Linked DNA regions of Pan troglodytes: region 1 is linked to region 2. Evidence: chromatin contacts called from public capture Hi-C data. All regions are on one chromosome and are shown on one strand. The core of a region is the stretch at or near the end of the contact, and the rest is flanking DNA. Distances in the headings are between cores, read along the strand shown.

The links. Capture Hi-C pulls out chosen DNA fragments and counts their contacts.
Region 1: a capture Hi-C map of stem cell-derived neural stem cells shows a contact between it and region 2, with 4 times the contacts expected there. The contact joins two enhancer-like sites. A contact is called at or near these places in 3 of 7 Hi-C or Micro-C datasets (induced pluripotent stem cells and stem cell-derived neural progenitor cells) and 1 of 1 other capture datasets (stem cell-derived neural stem cells).

The regions. Positions count from the first base shown.
Region 1 is chr18:83,145,267-83,148,531 of NHGRI_mPanTro3-v2.0_pri, reverse strand. ZDHHC7 (zinc finger DHHC-type palmitoyltransferase 7) reads left to right here. Exons shown (of 9, transcript XM_016930300.4): 7 at 360-441; 8 at 1,142-1,272; 9 at 1,848-3,265. The coding sequence ends at 2,024. Among named protein-coding and RNA genes, the nearest start is that of ZDHHC7, 35 kb to the left of the region's middle. Within about 2 kb of position 1,596, at least 4 of the 24 cell types and tissues checked have an H3K27ac peak or open chromatin away from gene starts, as enhancers often do. A contact at or near this core is called in stem cell-derived neural stem cells, where this site is marked.
Region 2 is chr18:82,922,113-82,925,034 of NHGRI_mPanTro3-v2.0_pri, reverse strand. All of the region lies in intron 4 of USP10 (ubiquitin specific peptidase 10), which reads right to left. Among named protein-coding and RNA genes, the nearest start is that of USP10, 59 kb to the right of the region's middle. Within about 2 kb of position 1,659, at least 9 of the 24 cell types and tissues checked have an H3K27ac peak or open chromatin away from gene starts, as enhancers often do. A contact at or near this core is called in stem cell-derived neural stem cells, where this site is marked.

The DNA of each region.
Region 1 (3,265 bases), core at 347-2,846, 220 kb before region 2:
TTTTTCTCTGACAAGATGGAGGTATACACATGATGTGCCATCAGCCTTTGCTCTTAGAAAGACTTGTTTAAGTTACTAACTGGCTGGGTGGATCACTAGAGGTCAGCAGTTACAGACCAGCCTGGCCAACATGGTGAAACCCCATCTCTACTTAAAATGCAAAACAGTTAGCCGGGCATGGTGCTTGTAGTCTCAGCTACTTGAGAGGCTGAGGCAGGAGAATCGCTTGAGTCTGGCAGGCGGAGGTTGCAGTGAGCTGAGACTACGCCACTGCATTCCAGCCTGGACAACAGAGGGAGACTCTGTTTCTAAAAAAAGTAAAAAATAAAAGTGACTAACCAATCTCCCCCTCATTCTAGATGTATATAGCTCTGTCTTCAGTCCATGCTCTGATCCTTTGTGGATTTCAGTTCATCTCCTGTGTCCGAGGGCAGTGGACTGGTAAGTTCCCTGGCTGTGTGTCATTCCTGGCTTTGCATGCTGTTATTGGGTGAAAGGGGAAAGCTTTAAAGGAAGAACCAGGTTTCCAATTTTGAAGGAAATCATTGCAATTATTTTAGCAATTGAATTTTAAAGAATTTAGTTAAGTTTTAACACCACCATTTTACTAGTATATTGTTGCCCCAAAAGCTTGTGTCTATGTCTCCTGGTCAGCTAGCTCGCCATTGTTCAAAGCAGGCTTCGCGTTGCTTACCTGAGTGACCGACCCTAAGCAAGTGTAGTGAAAATAGGTGCTCGTTATCCTACCTTAGATAGGCAGTGAGGTCTGGACAGGCTCATCCCACCCCAGGGGAACATGGTGAACAGACTCCTGTGAGCACTGCTCACTGGTATGGGTGCACACAACTCTTCTGGTCTGGCTTCATTTGCCATTTAATTCACAAATACAGTGTCAATAGAAACCACAGAAAATACAGACTCTTTTGAAACCACTGGCCAGGAAGTCATGGTATGAATTTTTGCTTGGAAGGGTGGCCCTCCTCTGCTCCTTGGAGAACAATGAATGTGCCCATTTAGAAAGTGAACAACTTCCCCCTGGAAGCTGGCCAGGGGCTGGCCCTAGAGGATTCTTCTCTGAGCCCAACATTCTGCCACTCGGGGTATTCAGGACCAGTTATAACCAACTTCCTCTTGTCCGCAGAATGCAGTGATTTTTCACCTCCGATAACTGTAATCCTGTTGATCTTCCTGTGCCTTGAGGGTCTTCTGTTTTTCACTTTCACTGCAGTTATGTTTGGCACCCAAATCCACTCCATATGCAATGACGAGACGGTAAGCTTTGTTCTCGGCTGTGTGGACTTCATATGTGGTCCAAGCTTGAGTAAATGAAAAGTCCTAATGTCAACAATAGGTGCCTGTGGACTGACTCGGGAACGTAATGGGACGGTCTTGATGAGCTGCAACCAGCTCCCTGTGTTTGCTGTTTCTTTCATTCTGGGCAGTGCATATTTCTAGTCTCAGTTTGATTTGCAAGTCAGCAGAGCCAGGCAGATTCCCAGCTCCCAGTGCAGTCAGTAAATTTCAGGGAACTGACTGCCTTTAGGGCCTGGCTCTGCAGGCCTGGAGTGGCGCTCAGTAAATGTCTGTACACAGTAACTAACGAGCGACAAATGTTGGTGCCTGGCTGGGAGGGCCATTGTGGTAGTCTGGGCTGGCCACGTGGCTGCAGCCGGGCTGGGCTCACAGAGGCCACGGGGTCTGGATCGGGGCAGAGCTGGGAAGGAGAGTTCACTCACCTACCCTCCATCGAGCCCACACTGTGCTTGAGCACGGTGTGATTCTGAGGCTTGGTGGGGTCTGCCGAGCTTCCTGGAGCCGCTGCCACTTGCTTTTCTTTCTGCTTCCAGGAGATCGAGCGATTGAAAAGTGAGAAGCCCACATGGGAGCGGAGGCTGCGATGGGAAGGGATGAAGTCCGTCTTTGGGGGGCCCCCCTCACTCCTCTGGATGAATCCCTTTGTGGGCTTCCGATTTAGGCGACTGCCCACGAGACCCAGAAAAGGCGGCCCGGAGTTCTCAGTGTGAGGCGTGGCTCATCAGACTGAAACTTGCTCACAGACTTCCAGTTATTTATTTGGGGTCTGAAGGGTATCAACAGCTCATCTGTGACCAACAGGGCAACTGGAACCTACACAAACCAATTGCTTGCAGCAAGCAGAGTTTTATATATTTATAGTCACAGATGGCAGAGGAAGAGGCTCTTAGTCCCCACCTGTACAACAACGGAAAGGTGTGTGGCCACACGAAGAAGCCAAACGCCGTGGCCTCCTGCAGAGCTGGGGCTTCTGTGGAGAATACTTTGGGTTATTACATGGGTTATTCAAATCCTGGGTCCTGAGCTGCTGTTTCCAATCATGAAGAAAAACAGTGAATCCAGTGAACAGGGATTCTCCAAGCAGTCATTTCAGGGGGCTCCTGCTGACCCCGCCACTCAGCAGTGCACTCCCCGGATCACAGCAGGGCGTTTACATAGAAAGACGTTTTGGTCTCAATTAGCTCCGATGCTTTGCACTGAAGTTGCAAAAGATCTGTGCACTGAACAGTGAAGGTGGCTTCCGGCACACTCCCCGCTGCCCCGGAAGAGACATCCTTTGACCCTCTCAGCAAGTCTGTGTGTGTGCGTGTCTGTGCGTGTGTGCGCGTGTGTGCATGTGTGTCAAAATTGCCAGTATTGTTTAGGCAGTGTAACATTTACCGGCTGTGTACAGCAAACAAGCTATTTTTTAGAAACCGACGTTTCAGGGAAGAGGGGAGAGAGCCGCGGGGTCCTGCCCGTGGTTACTATGAATGTATTGCTGTTGGAGGACATCTCGATCCAAAGAACAGCCGTTCCTGTGCGGCCCTTCGTTGCCCTCGTGCTTTCATTTTTTAAAGAAATCTTGAGTGCTTGAGGGCCTTGGAACTGATTTTTTTTTTTTTTTGTTCCAGCCAAATTAGCAGTGTATAAATGGCACCTAGGTAAGAGCAGAGCTGCGGCTCGGTGACTTGATACTTGAGGCAGCCCGATGCTGTGTGTGGGGCAGGGGAGGCATCCCTACTGGAGAGGCAGGGCCCAGCCCTTGGGCACCTCTGGGAAGGGGAGGGGACCGTGAGGCAGCCAGCCCCTGGCAGGGGCGACTGTGCCACTGCAGGCAGCGCTCCAGTTGGGAATGGCCAGGATGGCGCCCTCTTGTTGGAGTTTTTGGTTAGCTTTTACGTTTTCTTCTCCACCCACGGCACAGGTGATAAAATAGGATCCTTGGTGCGGAGCTTAAAATTATGCCAGA
Region 2 (2,922 bases), core at 410-2,909:
CCTTTCCTCAATATATAAGGGGCTTCACTTAAAAATCCGTTTTATTCCAAGGTTTCAGATACTTACTTTTCCCCACAGGCTTAAAGTCTATTGACAGTGGATTTTTACATTTGTCTTTAAATCATATCATCACAACAGTCTATCATTTCTAGTGTGTGCCACAGAACAGCAACTAATGTCATTGCAGTGTTAAAAAGGTGCATTTTCAAATAACCATCAATGACGTAAAGGCATAGTGTCTCAAATAAAAACTCCAGCATGATTCCAACAAGTCTTTGCCACAGTATTTTTATATCAAATGACTTTTTTTTTTAAAACCTAACCTTAAGACTCAAAACCTGCTATCTTTCTAACATAGAAACCTTTGTTTTTTTGAGACAAGTCTTGCTCTGTCACCCAGGCTGGAGTGCAGTGGTGCGATCTTGGCTCACTACAACCTCTGTGTCCTGGGTTCAAGTGATTTTCCTGCCTCAGCCTCCCATGTAGCTGGGATTACAGATGTGCACCACCACGCCCGGCTAATTTTTGTATTTTTAGGAGAGACAGGATTTCACCATGTTGGCCAGGCTGGTCTTGAACTCCTGAGTTCAAGTGATCCACCTGCCTTGGCCTCCCAAAGTGCTTGGATTACAGGCATGAGCCATGGCGTGTGGCTGAAACCTTTGTTAAATAACACGCTGCCTTTCGCTGAAGGCGGGTAAACCCCTGCTGAGCCCTGTCTAGGCACCGGGTAAGGAAGGCACAGAGATGAATGCGAGGTGGTCCTGCCCTAGGCAAGCTCGCAGACCAGTGAAGGGATGAACTGTGATGTCCCTGGCTCCAAACACACACTGTATAGGCTAAGCTGAAGGGGTGTTGGGGGATGGGGGGTGGGGGGTGGGGGAAGGATGCTTAGCCCAATCCAAGGGCTGCAGAAACTCTGGGAAGGTCAGGGGTTGAAGCCACCAAATGGAAGCTGAGGAAGAACAGAGATACTAGAAGGTTCTCACTGACTCGGGCAGCAGTGCTATCCAACTAGAGGAGGAATACAACAGATGAGCAGGTTATTTTTTGTTTAGTGTGGTAATGAGCTCAGTTTTAGAGATGTTAGTAAAAGATACCCAGAGGACACCAGTAAATAGTATATGTATATTAAAAGACCAGCAAGTGACTGATTTTTTTTTTTTTTTGAGACAGTCTCACTCTGCCGCCCAGGCTGGAATGCAGTGGCATCATCCTAGCTCACTCCAACCTCCGCCTCTGGGTCTCAAGCAATTCTTGTGCCACAGCCTCCCGAGTAGCTGGGACTACAGATGTGTGCCACCATACCCAATCATAATTATTATTTTAGAGACAGGATCTTGCTCTATTACCCAGGCTGGAGTGCAGTGGCATGATTATGGCTCACTGCAGCCTCGACCTCCCAGGTTCAACAGATTGATAATCACACAAACATATGCACAGGTCCCCAGAGTGCAGGGCTGGAAGGGTAGAGAAGTGAGAAGCACGCAGGGGCAGCGTGTAGGAGTGGGGGCAGCGTGTAGGAGTGAAGACAGCAAGTGCAGGCTGCTCAGCCAGAAGCCGGGCTGAGGAAGGAGACAGGATCATGGGTGCAAGGAGCCAGGGATCCAGGAAGATGCAGCAAAGTTTCTGGGTGGGAGAAGGAGTCAAACAGCAACTTCAGTCTTCTTGACGATACGGAAGGAAAGGTCTTCTAGGGCAGAGTTAGGGCGAAGATGCCAGAGGTGGGTGAGACAGGGCTTGAAGATGTTCATTCCTGTTTAGCACTGATACTGGAAGGAAATTAAAGCAGCCACCAGGGCCAGGCATACAAGATCTGCCTGAAACTTCCCTTCGTTGTTGACCCGTTCGAACAGACTCAAAAACATGCTTTATGACAAGGCTAACTCCACTCTTAAAAGGAAAGCAGTGCACAGCCATCAAGAACTGGCTGCACTAAGCTCTGTCTGAAAACACAGCTCCTTTTTTTTTTTTTTTGAGACAAAGTCTAGAGACAGGGTTTTGCCACATTGGCCAGGCTGGTCTCGAACTCCTGGCCTCAAGCAATCCGCCTGCCTTGGACTCCCAAAGTGCTGGGATTACAGGTGTGAGCCACTGTGCCTGGCCTCCTTTCATGTTCTTAACTGAGTTAGGGGCCCAGAATAATCTGCATGGCCTGGAGGCTTGACCATTCAATCTCTATGCAATCAGAGGATACATAAATCAACTATAAACCGACTTTTTTCTCAGCATTTATTTGTGAGACAGCGTGAACTAGTCAGACAGAAACCTTTAGTTTCTACATCAGCCATTCCCTTAAATCGATACCAGCTTCCAGTTTGCTTATTTTGAGGCGCAGGCAGGTTAAAAAGCAGTTTCACTGTTTTTCTTCCACAGTATTAAAATCAAGTCTTTTAGCACCACCCAGTGGTTTGTTCAATAACTGCAAGGAACCTACAAAAGCGAACGAGCACAACCTCTGCAACAGCAGAACAAACGGGCCCTTGGGACGTGTACTAGGAAATGTACTCCACCAGCTTTCCTTCAGGCCTTTGACAGTCTTTGAAAGGCCATTCTGGTACGACGTCATTAAACGCAGAATAAACCTTTTCAGACTTGGAAAATACAGAAGAGACACTGAACAACCTAGATTTTTCTTAATGATTATTCTGTTACTATAGAAAAATTTTATCTAGTGGCAAGTCTTTCATAAACTAAAATACCATATCATTCTGTTATTAGTCTCTTATAATGATCCTAAATCCTAATCTCAGAGTAAGACCGACAGAAGGCACTCAAGATTCTCCACACTGTCTCCACAGTAGCTGACCTCATCACTACCTACCTGATATTAGTGCTGTGTGCCTCCTTCTCTGGACAGGAGGCTCCTTAAAGACAAGACTCTCACACTTCAACTGCTCAACAAAGTCCGCCCCATCTAAG